2 separate regions of the Zea mays genome follow, and region 2 is linked to region 1. A link is a contact called in public Hi-C data. All regions are on one chromosome and are shown on one strand. Each heading gives the region's core, a stretch centred on a gene start, on an enhancer-like site or on the middle of the called end of the contact. The rest is flanking DNA. Distances are from core to core; before and after follow the strand shown.

Region 1 (6,226 bases), core at 2,532-5,031:
ACTTGTGTCAGCTTTCGCATGTCCATCTATCTGCCAGCAAGCACCTACTGGTCACTTTCCTATAAAGATGTCTGGATATCGTCACTGTTCTTTTGGTTAGGGTATTTCGATGCATTAACAAGACAATCGTGAACTTCCTGTAAATGTTTCTAATTGGTTTTTTTTTGCTGTTTGTTAATTTTAGCAGCTTCATCGAAGAAAAAGAAACTCGATTGGGAGGCTCGCCTCAAGATTGCTCTCGGAGCTGCTCAAGGCCTGGCTTATCTTCACCATGAATGCAGTCCACGAATAATCCACAGGGATGTGAAGTCAAAGAATATCCTCCTAGACAAAGACTACGAGGCTCATCTTGCTGACTTCGGTATTGCCAAGAGCTTGTGTGTGTCGAAGACGCACACATCAACGTACGTGATGGGCACCATTGGCTACATTGACCCTGAGTATGCACGGACATCCCGGATCAACGAGAAATCGGATGTGTACAGCTACGGCATTGTCTTGCTGGAGCTGCTTACCGGCAAAAAGCCTGTCGACGACGAGTGCAACCTTCACCACTTGGTAACTATTCCATCTATCTTTTTACTTGCTCGCAATAGTTTTCCTTGATTTTTCTTTCCCTAGTCCCACTTCACATATACGACCTTTAGATTTTACGCCTCAATATGCACCCAATCATGTGCGTTAGATCTGGCTACATCCGAGGGGACCAGCTACATGCATGAAACCCATCATGTGAATAGATCTGCGCTCACTGTGTGGTGGTGTGATTCATTGTATGCATGGCTCATGGCTGGTGAAAGTTCAATTATAACTTGCCAGTGTCCCATAAAGCCTGCCATTGCTGTCCCCTGCCTTCCTTCAATCATGCGCCAGAAAAATTTACATGCTTGCACACTGTTGTCACGATATTTGTAGTGGCCAACTTTTACTTTCTGCCAGATCCTTGATATTCCTACGTAACGTTGTTAAGTTCTTTCAGATCTTTTTTTAAAGTAAAAATTACAAAGTTGAATCGGTACTGCGGTTCTTGGATGTCCATGTCTTAGTAGCAACTAGCAAAGGGGGAAAATAACGCTCCTGTGAATGTGTGCATTAATTTGTAACCTGCCGAGCTAATCAAAGCCGCTGTCCTCCTCATCTGCAATCTGGCTACCTCCAGATCCTATCCAAAGCCGCAGAGAACACGGTCATGGAGACGGTAGACCAGGACATCACCGACACGTGCAAGGACCTCGGCGAGGTCAAGAAGGTGTTCCAGCTGGCGCTCCTTTGCAGCAAGAGGCAGCCGTCGGATCGACCGACCATGCACGAGGTCGCGCGCGTCCTGGACAGCCTCGTCTGCCCAGCAGGCCCGCCCCCGAAGCAGGCGCAGGCGCAGGCACAGGCACAGGCGTCGGAGAAGCCGTCCACCACGGCGCCGAGCTATGTCAGCGAGTACGTCGGCCTACGAGGCGGCGGCGGCGGCAGCGCCCTCTCCTGCACCAACTCGTCGAGCGCGTCCGACGCCGAGCTCTTCATGAAGTTTGGCGAGGTGATCTCGCGGAGCACGGAATAGTCCAATAGATCGACGATCATTTTGTGTTACAGTTTACAATAGGTGTCTGGCCGGCGCCCTGTGATGTGACTCGCTGTAAATATGCTGCTGCCTTCTCGTTGGGACTCCACTAGGCACTAGTAGCTATTTTTCTCCGTTATGCACGTCTCTCTCTTTTTTTTTGCTGGGAAACTCGAACTGTAACTAAAGGAATGGATTTATGTGCAGGCTGCGTTTACTGACATGTTTTGTGATTCAGCTGGGACGGTTATGCTATTGCTCTGCTCGATCGGAGCACACTGTTCAAGGCTGGCTGGAGATCATCTGGGCACTGTTACTGTTACGTTATCCTTCCTGGGCTTCCTACTCCTGGATCATGCCACTGCTGCGCTGCACTGTCGCATGTATTACCGTACCGACAACCGCTGCTGTAAAAAAACAAAAAAAAAACTCTCTTGCTTCTCGGGTTTCCCTGTTGAATCCATGGGGACCGATGGCAAGGCCGTGCCCATGCAGCGCATGGAGGCCCGTCTCATGGAGTGTCAGGGATGAGTACAAATTTACTCCGGTAGGGCCCTGTGTCCGTTCGAATGATTGATGGGGGACAACCGCACCAGCGCGGTGATGGCGTTAGCATGGCGCCAGCGCCACCAAAGCCTCTGCCGACTCGCCTTGGCTGGGCATAGAGATGTCAATGGAGAATTCCCCACCGGGTTATAACATCTCATACCCATCCCCATCATGTTTGATCCATCCCCATACACATCCTCATACCCATCATGGGTACAAAACTTATCTCATATCCATCCCCATTCGGGTTTCGGGTCCCCAATGGATCTTCATCCCCAATTAAGGGATAACTACGTACTAACATGTAGCACAAACAATCTAGAGTTTAGACATCACTACATCGACAAGCACTGATCCATGAACTATGATCCATTCATTCATCCATCAGAAAAGACATAAGTACTTCGGGACCGATAGAAGAAATGGAGTTTTCTCACCTTCCTTGGTCACCATCTGAGTTCGTTGGCGCCTGATAATCCATGGTCGTCACCGTTGTCTAGGCAGGGCGTAGCATATGACTGGTTATTTTAGGGTTTTGTTTTTTACTAGTTTGCTAGTTGCCTTGTTGGGCCAGGACCTGGGGCCTGATGCGCTGTCGTGCTGGGCTTGGTGGCCAGCTCGGCCTCAACTCATTCATACAAACACGACAGGTGTACACGTAGGAAATACCCATGGGTAATCGGGTTCGGATTATTGCTTACCAAACCCATACCCGTTTACCCAATGGGTGGAGATTTTGTCCCATATCTATACCCATGGGTACAATTTTCGTCTCATACCCGTACCTTAATAGGGGAATTCCCCATGGGTTGGCGAGTATCGGGTCCCCATTGACATCTCTAGCTGGGCCTGGGCATGGCACCATGGCGGGCAAGAGCCAAGGGCCGATGTGCCGAGAGCGGCGATAGAGTTCCTCGTGAGTCGTGACCCCGGGAGGGACGGGGACCGGACGCGGGCTCGGCGGCTCAGCGCAAACGCCACGACGTCCTTCCTACTGGAGTGGTCCGGCCCTACGCTGGTAGTCGCTGTCTCAGATTCGTGGGACGTGACTCGTGAGCAGGATCGGACGTCGCTCGTTGGTAGTATTCACTCAAAAAAGAATCCCAACGTTTTCTAAATAAAACCACTCAAAAGAGCACCTCAATGCCACCAACCTTGACTGCCAAATCAATACAGTATTTACATACAAGAGTATTAGATACAAATCGAGAAGAATCAGAGGGAAACAGGCTGGGGATAGCAGGATGAATAGAGAGAGAGAGATAGCAAGAACAGCAGTACACGGAGGCAGAGGAGGAAGACAAGGCGGAGTTCTGTTTCATTCCCTGCCCGCCCTGTGCAGGTGCAGGTGCTGCCAAAGGCCCTCTTAAAACCAGCCCATAAATCCAGCCTTGAGGCCCATGCTCATGACATTCCTCCTCTCTTGAACTTCGGCTTCACCCCAACAAGTCGATATCCGAAACATCAAATCAAACCCGTCGTGCTAAATTTGTACCTGTCGTTGTCATTTGAACCAGGTTGATCAAGCAGAATTACTGAGAATTTGAGACACGGAGAAACTGCTCCACGGCAAGCTATCCTTGATTGCATTTTCCGCGGGCTCCTGTTTCTGGTCAGGGAAATGAAGGCCCACTTGTAAATCATGGGAAGGCCCACATTTCTAACTGCCCTAGATATATATGCTTGAACTGGGCTGCACTAAAGCCCAGTGCTGCTTTATAGGCGGGTTTTCTTCATTTAGGATAAAGTACTCGTCCCATTGGCCGGCGCGAGAAGAACTCGATAGGTAAATGGGCATTAGTTGCCCTATATCGTATATAGTTTATTTTTATAACAAAGCCAATATAAGTTTTAGTGGCTAAAGGCGAGGTCTCTGCTTTTAGACACTATGGTTCAATCCTAGTGTTCAAGTCCTTCGTTAACTTTCACTGCCGATTCTTTTTTTTTTCACCGCTAATTATCGTACCCATGTCTTTGCAGTTGCCAAAAACGTTTCTAAAAAAAATCTGCGAAACAACTCGCAACTTATTCTCGGAATCCCGGCTATGCGGAGCAGGATTACCGAGGAAATGAATCAACAAACAAATCAATTTGGCCGGCTTACAGGTTGCTGACACTGAAACTTTTTTCGTGGGGGAACAAATACACACTGACACAATGCAAGCGCATGCGCCTAGGCTCCCCTGTCCGTGATCTGCTCAGGCGAGGAGGAGCTCCTTTGCCCGGCCACGGAGCTCACGTGCCGTGAGCCGGTCGTCCGCAGCTCGCCCTTGGCATGCGCGGCCGACGCGAGGCACTTCTTCCTGGCAACGGCCGCCGTCGCCGTCGCCGCCGCCTCGTCGCTGCCATCGGGCTCGGGCGGGACCGTGTACACGAAGGGCCCCGCGGGGACGTCGCCGCACACGGCGAGCAGCGGCTCGAGCGCGTCGACGGCGGCGCGCATGGTGGGGCGGGACTTGGGCACGCTGTGCAGGCAGCGGTAGGCGACCGTGGCGGCCTCGCGCGCGGCCCTGGCGGAGTACTGGCCGTCGAGGCTGGGGTCCATGACCCGGTGCAGCCGCTCCGGGTGGCGCAGGTGCGGGCGCGCCCAGTCCACCAGGTGCTGCTCCCGCCCGCGCCGCCGCCTGTCCACGCTGCGCCTCCCCGACAGCAGCTCCAGGAGCACCACTCCGAAGCTGTACACGTCGCTCTTCGACGTCAGGTGCCCTGCAGTGCATGCGTGGTCAGCCTCTGGTCGTGATTAATGCTACTGTTAATTACCAGCACGTGCTTGCATTACATGTACGCAGGTATATATGTGTCTGTGACGTGACGTGACGTACCGGTGAGAATGTACTCCGGCGCGGCGTAGCCGTGTGTCCCCATGACACGGGTGGTGACGTGGGTGTCGTCGCCCTGTGGGCCTTCCTTGGCCAGGCCAAAGTCTGAGAGCTTTGCCGTGTAATCCTGTGTCATGCACAGAAAAGGAACACGTCATTCAGTCTACACATATCGTTTAAATATTTGCTTCGACCGTTATATATCCTAGGCTAGCTAGATAAGGGTACGATGCGTGCTGCTACCCTGATTGGCTGATTATTCCGTGTCAAAGTTTTATTATCCGATCCATACCACCAGGCGCATTCTACTAGCACGGATCGAACGGCTCTCTGTACGAGATGCCATTTTTGAGGTTGTTCTCAATGAAGTCAGAACTGAGAAGAGTGTTAGGTTAATCGAGTATATACAACGGCGGCTGCTATAGTTCGAAGCTCGTCAAGCCTACGACAAGGCAACAACCAGCTTGGTTCCGTCCGGTTACCTGCTCAAATAAAATAATGACGGCGACATTATTGTTGCCACACATTCGGTAGGAGAAGTAAACGACGAATCGGAGAAGGACACCCCTAGCTAGTAGTTTGCATTGTTGCCACACATTCGGTAGAAGAAGAATCCATGCATGCATGACCATGAGCATGAGCATGAGGAGGCAGGCACTCACGGAGTCGAGCAGGACGTTGGAGGCTTTGAAGTCGCGGTAGATGACGGGCGTGTCGGCCTCGTGCAGGAACGCCAGGCCCTTGGCGGCGCCCACCGCGATCTTCAGCCGCGTGCGCCACGGCAGGGTCGACAGCAGATCTGCATGCACGCGCGGCGCGTGGATCCATCAGTCCCCGCAGTGCACGTACGTACTAGCTAAGAACATACACCGTATATATATTTGCTACTAGCTTACTCTTGAAGAGGTGGTGCTCGAGGCTGCCTCTGTCCATGTACTCGTACACCAGCATCCTCTGCTCGTCCTCGCAGCCGTACCCGATGAGCTTCACCAGATGCGGGTGCTTCAGCATCCCCAGGTACACCACCTCGGCCTGCATCCATCCATCCATCCATCGTTAGCATTAAGCACGCACGCATGCTAGCCACAGCACAGTGCACGCGCGCGTCCGTACGTACCAGCCACTCGCGGTGGCCCTGCTGCCCGTCGGCGTCGAGGAACTTGACGGCGACGTGCTGCGGCTCCAGCTCCCCGGGCCGGAGCCGCTCGTCGAGGAAGCCCCGGTAGACAGGGCCGAACCCGCCCTCCCCGATGAGCTGGCTGCCGGAGACGCCCCGCGTGGCGGCCCGGAGCTCCGCCTGCGT
Region 2 (6,226 bases), core at 1,256-3,755, 60 kb after region 1:
TTGAAGAAAACGCAATCGGGTCCGTCTTTCGCACGTGTCGCGACGCCAGCGCTGCCGAGCGTGAAACGCGGAGAGAGCCCCAAACCCCACCGCCTTTTAACTAGAAGTAATGCACTCGGCATCTACTATACCAAATTAATTCCATCAAATTGTCCATGAAACATGCGATGATAGTGCATTTATTTTATTGAACCTGTAGATGTTAGTGTATTTGTCTAAAAATTGTATAAGTTAGGGAAATTTTTGGTTTAGGACAAGGATACAATAAAGTATAATTTGAAACAAATAGAACATTCATTACTGTACTTAATACCCCTCAGATGATGGTCTTAGCAGTACGCTGTTGTCAACGATGCTGTAGCATAATTACAAACTATAAAGAAATGGCCTGTCTTTTTTTTCTAGTGTCTAATCTCTTTGGTTTTTATTTTTACTTGATTGCCTCTACTCGATGTTGCACACGTAATTTATTTTGTTATTCAGTTTGCTATTGCAAATAAGCATATTATATTCACAAGGTTGGAAGGTTGTTAGGAAGGAGGATCACTTGCTGCCACCTTATCCAGTGACTGCTCTGCTAAAAATACATAGCCTATAACCATAAATTATCCATAAATTATAAAAAGGTGCGAATTTAAAATGTTTTTGTGCGTCACTACAATACCAAAATTGCTACAATCCTACTGCGGCCGAGCTCGAGGTACGACGGCGTCCAAAATAGCCCAAATACATTTCCCAAGTTGGGTTCGATAGCCGTAGTTCCTAGGCCGCAACTGTGGCCCGAAAGAAATAAGGACACTAGAGTCCTCGAAGCAAGGGTTTCCCTGCCCCTCCCTGGCCTTCCTCTGGTCTCGTCCGTTCTCCTTCTCTACCGCCGCCACAACTCGCTCGCCCCATCTAATCTAAGTTCTTAAAACCTGACCCCTTTTGGACGCCTCTCCGCGCTTCATGGGTCATTTGCCTATCGTGAGCCGACGCGCGTCAGATTCCTTGCTCCGGCCTCGCGCGTCATCGACCGCACGCCGCGTCTGATTCTCTTCTCTGTCTCACGTGGTGGGACCCAACGACATGGGCGAACTGCTTACGGCTTCTCGTTTTTTGCACTCTCTCTCACGCGGCCACCGTTATCTCCATTCTCCTCCTTTCGCACCCCTTTCTAAAAATCCCAAACCCTAAACGACAGTGATTCCTCCTCCTCCAACCCCCGCGGTGGCGACTTGGGTGGAGGTGCCATCCGATTCTTGTGGACGCCCTGGCATCGTCTCGCACCTGGCGGATGGCGCGGGCGACAGGATCACAACACCACCACGACCTCCTACATCGTCGAGGTTACCGGCGCGCGCATCATCCTGCTCATCTACGACGGACCCCAAGTCCGCCTTCTCGAGGTGCACGTCTTTCGCACGCTCGCCTCCATTGATTTCTATCCTCTCCTCTTTTCCCTGTCCGCGTCTTGGACTCCTGGATAGGCAATGCGTCGTCGAGTTCTTGCAGGAGGGACATTAGCTTCTTCGATGTGTTCGCAAGTACGACGCACATATTCATACATGTTTTGCCGCTGACCGCGAGGAAGCCCAGGCCGAGGCCGCTGTCGCGGCGAGGGGGCTGGGCCGGCGGAAGGTCGGGCCGCGGCCGATCCGACGGCAAGACAGCGGCAGCGGCCACCGGGGGAGGCGGAGAGGCGGACGACGGGGACGGTGACGGCGAGGTGGTGGGACTGCAGGGGGACGGCGAAGGAGAAGCCGCGGCGGCGGCGGCGCGCCTCCCGCGCTTGGAGGACGGGGAGGGCTGCTTTCTTGAGGCGGCCATGGTTCTTGACGACGAGGGAGGTGGGGAAGCCGATCTGGATGGGGAGGGGCCCGGCGCGGGAGGGGCGGAGCACGGCGAGGAGGCGGCCGACGCGGCCAGAGGGGCGGTCCTTCGGCGGGCTGGGCATCGGTGGTCGCGCCCGTCGCCGGCGGGCATAGGATTTAGTGCAGTGGCCGCGCTTGCGCACATGCAGTGCAGTGCAGTGTGCAGGCATACACCAACTCCCTCCCCCTGCAGCACAACAACGAGAAGGTCCTACCTAATGCTGGGAATTGAGCAGGATTTAGGATAGAAACAAAAAACTTCTGGCTCATATATTGAACCATATAAAATCAAAATATTACAATCACATAAAATCCATAACTTACTAAATTAAAGATATTAAACAATTCTAACATCATTTGACCACATAAACTCTAAATATCACAACAATATAAAGTCGATAGATTACTAAATTAAAAAAATTAAACAATATAGGTTTTATTGGTCGTGCTGGTCCCAGCCCGATGTATCTATTATGGTCTTAAATAGATGTATTATACCAGCAAATAGAAATCCATTTAGCGTAGGCAGCCCATAAATCAGCCCAACAGCATAGGCAGCCCATCAAAATTAGGTTACCCTCCCCACGCCTCCCACACACACACACTCCCATTCGCTCCCATCCGCCAGGACACTCTTCTCCCCGGCGCAGTCAGGACACTCTTCTCCCCGGCGCAGTCAGGACACTCTTCTTCTCACCGCCGCCAGCACTGCTCTGGGCGCGCGCCGCCTACCCTCCCCTCTTCCCTCCCTCACCTCTCGTCCTCGAAGCAAGGGTTTCCCTGCCCCAGGCTGCCTCTCGTCCGTTCTCCTTCTCTACCGCCGCCACAACTCGCCCGCCGCCCCGCCCTCACCGCCGGCAACGTGACACGACAAGCCCACCCCTTTATTCCTGCAGCTATACTCCGATGGCCCTCGTGAAGTCCGACGCTGAGGAGGAGTGGTCCGACTCTGACTTCGATGATGCCTCCGACTCCGAGGTCGCCGAAGCTCTGGACTGGCTCGACGCCGTGGAGGGCCCTGACGGCTCAGCTCGCCCCCACGTCGCCTTCTCGGCCTCCGGAGGCGGGGCTGCGGCGCGGAGGCCTAACGCACACGGCGGCGTGCTGTCTCGCCCGCTCCAGCCGCTGTCTAACCGGACCCAGAAGCTGGCCTCGCACATTAGTGCTACTCCCTTGGAGGTATTCAACTTTTACATCCGGACTTAGGGCCTATTTTAGCTGTAGAGATTTCAAACACCCCAGATAATACTCTAACTAATTGTTAGTTAACTCACAGCTAGCAATTAGCTCATTAGCTAGCTTAAACCAGCTAACAATTTGTTAGCTGGCTAACTATTAGCTCTAGCTGTTCCAAACAAGGTCTTAGTAGATGGGTTTGCTGAAATATGGTGGCAATCCTGTGGTGTCCGTGACATGGACGCGATGACCTATATAACAATCAGTGGCGAACCTAGGTTTTTTATATAGGGTGTGCTTACAAATCTATATAATGTGCATATAATTTCATATACCCTGCAACATGCAGCACTACATGGCCAAAGCAGTGAAGCTAGATACATTTTATCAGCGAAATAAGTCAAAGTCTAGTCGAGATAAAAAAAACAAATTCAAAAGTATGGTCCAAGTAATGTGAATACATCAGGCATTGCAACCACCACCAGATACATGTCTGAACTCTAAGGATTAAGGAGACAATATCCAACTAGTCAGATCAAGGCGTCGAGCAGACATCTAGGCGTTTGGGGGCACACCGTGTAGTGCCCGTACTGCTGAGAGCAGACATGAAGGCGTCAAGCACGCTGTGCAGGCAGGATGCCGATGTGGGTGCTGACGACCGGGCAGTTGGCGCTTGGGGGCTCGGGTGGCTTGCTCCGTCGACGAGAAGCCAGCGTAGGGTAAGGGATGTCAGGGTCTAGAGGTGGGTCCCTGTTGGAGGTGGGTGGCTTAGGGTGTGCCAGGGCCCACCTGGACCACCCTGTGGGTCTGCCCCTTTAACAGTTCCAAGTTTAGATTCTATGTATGTACTGTATCAGTTTGGAACATGTCTAAAAGGATAGGACACTTATGGTAAACACAATTAAAGCGCTTTAACTCTTGGGAGATTTGCGAATTGAATGAATGCAAATTTGAGAGTTCATGTGGTTTCTGTTGAATGTTTCTTGTCCGGAATGATCCAGGAGTGGGAAGGTAGGATGAACGTTGCGATGTCAAATTCCGTCACAACTGCAATCAGGGATAGCATAAGGGACACAGCTATTGGGAAAATAAGGAACACTGAGAAGGCTGATCGTGCTACAGTGGAACAGGTATGTAAAATGTTCTCAGTTGGCTGTAAAATGTTCTCAGTTGGGTTGTGGTGTTTTTTTACTTGTGCTGTGCTTTCTGGAATCGAAGTTGTTGTCATGCACTTGCACAATCCTGTTGAACCATTCCACCCTTTTAAACCTAGCTAACTTTCCTGTTAAGTGCCCGTCTGCTGCTTGGTTCCTGTTTTGCTTATGCAACAATGAAAGGAATCAAAATTTATTGCATAACTTGGATTTATGATGTACATGATGAATTTGTTTTGGCTCATTTAATCTCATGTAGTCATGTTCTATCTTTGCTGGCAGCATTTCCAAAACCCGAAACCACTTTAGGCCTTGTTTGACACTTTGGGATTCTTTCCCAGGTTGATTCCCCCCCCCCCCCCCCCCCCCCCCCCCCCCCCCCCCCCCCCCCCCACATGGATTGGGTGATTCCAAGCCTTTCACCCAATCCCTTGTGGGATTAAATCCCAAAACCCAATCAACCAATGTTTGTTCGTTTATGCCAGATGGATTATATCCCAAAACCCAAACAACTATGTTTGTTTGTTTATTCCATGTGGATCAAATCCCAAACTTAAATACCAACAAAAGCCAATAAAAGCAACAAAATTTAAGCTATATATATATATATATTAAAAAAATAAGCATGTCATAGGCTCAGTATAAGCTATATTTTGTCCAGAAATTTAAGCATGCCATACAAGTCTTGCAACAACCTTCCTTCAGTTCTATTACATGCTGAGCCCAAACATGGAGAAATGCAACATATATATATAGCTCATACTGGCACATGCAGAGTCAGACCGCTGTGCAGGGCTGTCTCTATATGACCAATATTTCTTGTCTGCAAAGTTTAAATAAGGAATCAAAAGCAGAAATGAACAGATAAAAAATTGAAATTTATGCAGAAAGAAAAACAGCAGGGAACCCATATCAATTAATAAACAGCAGGTCCTCAAAATATGCAAGCGCTTGTTGCTGTTGCTACACTTTTCTTGAGTGAGCACAAATGGAGGCTGATTAACAGCAACAACAAAGAACTGACCAGCTGCAGGGAACCAAGTACAGCTACTCCCAGCCATGGGATTCAGTGTCTCTCTCAAGCAATACAAATGTAGTGCCCCCATTGCATTCATCACCATGCATGTGCACTCACGCTATGCCTGCTTGGAACTAAAAACCATATACATACACACTATATACACGTCAAGCACAGCTAGCTTCACACATTTCGCAAGCACCCAGATCGACGCATGACTAGCAACAAACTAGTACAAGGTATGAAATCGTAGATTATACTTACCTTAGAGCTTATCCATCTTCCGTCTTAATCATAGGAGGGCAGTTTCTGGCTCATCAACACTAAAACTGATAAAGGTCTCTATGTTGTTTGGTATGTCAAACACCTCATCTGCTTTTATCTTCTCATCTGTTGTCACGTTTATAGATCTAAGGACAGAAATGCATCTCTTGATGGAGAAGTCATTACATTGACCAGATTCTATTCCTTTAGCCATCTGTGTAACCTCATCCTCAACTTGTTTTGCTTTCAGACCTAGATATCTCCCAACAAGTCCTTCCAAAGAATCCTTCTTCATCCTCTTTGGTTCCTTATCTTGATTGATTGTTGATGCAGCAGGCCTTCTTGCTGTTATATGTACCCTCTGTTCAGTCCTTTCAATTATAGGATCTTCATCTCGTTCCAATCTTGAATCTTCTTGTGGTTCTTGTTCAATAAGACCTCCCTCGTCCATTCTTGTGGTGTTTACTTGTTCTTCTTCGTTTGAAGCTGTGTTCATTCTTGTCATCTTGTGGCAACTGAGTAGATGTTATGTTCTAGGTCCCTTGAGCAATGTGCCCATCATATAGTTCCCCAAGAGCATCAAAGAGAGGGAAAGACTTCTTTTGAAATTTCTTGGTCCTAGAAAATGTCTAAATAAAACATTGTAGAAAAAGGAATAAAACCAACATGACCTTTTCTTAAGAAAAAGGAATATGGTTCTAAAAGTGATGTAGTCATTTCTATATAACCATCAAAACTTCATAATATATCAAAGAACACAA

Evidence for each region. Hi-C and Micro-C count contacts between places; a contact is called where the count stands out from the background.
Region 2: a Hi-C map of leaf shows a contact between it and region 1, with 4 times the contacts expected there. The contact joins the promoter of LOC100284024 here to the enhancer-like site in region 1. A contact is called at or near these places in 5 of 25 Hi-C or Micro-C datasets (ear, leaf, leaf mesophyll and 1 more).

What each region holds. Positions count from the first base shown.
Region 1 is chr5:220,122,155-220,128,380 of Zm-B73-REFERENCE-NAM-5.0, forward strand. It overlaps LOC103628886 (serine/threonine-protein kinase), which reads right to left. Exons shown (of 5, transcript XM_008649009.2): 1 at 6,041-6,226; 2 at 5,820-5,955; 3 at 5,586-5,722; 4 at 4,927-5,050; 5 at 4,278-4,810. The coding sequence ends at 4,278. LOC100383941 reads left to right here. Exons shown (of 27, transcript NM_001321642.1): 26 at 185-558; 27 at 1,160-1,777. The coding sequence ends at 1,555. Among protein-coding and RNA genes, the nearest start is that of LOC103628886, 3.3 kb to the right of the region's middle. Within about 2 kb of position 3,782, at least 18 of the 20 cell types and tissues checked have an H3K27ac peak or open chromatin away from gene starts, as enhancers often do. A contact at or near this core is called in ear, leaf, leaf mesophyll and 1 more, where this site is marked.
Region 2 is chr5:220,183,664-220,189,889 of Zm-B73-REFERENCE-NAM-5.0, forward strand. It overlaps LOC100284024 (serine/threonine-protein kinase RIO1), which reads left to right and starts at 2,506. Exons shown (of 12, transcript NM_001156922.1): 1 at 2,506-3,032; 2 at 4,031-4,159. The coding sequence starts at 2,760. It also overlaps the pseudogene LOC118472122.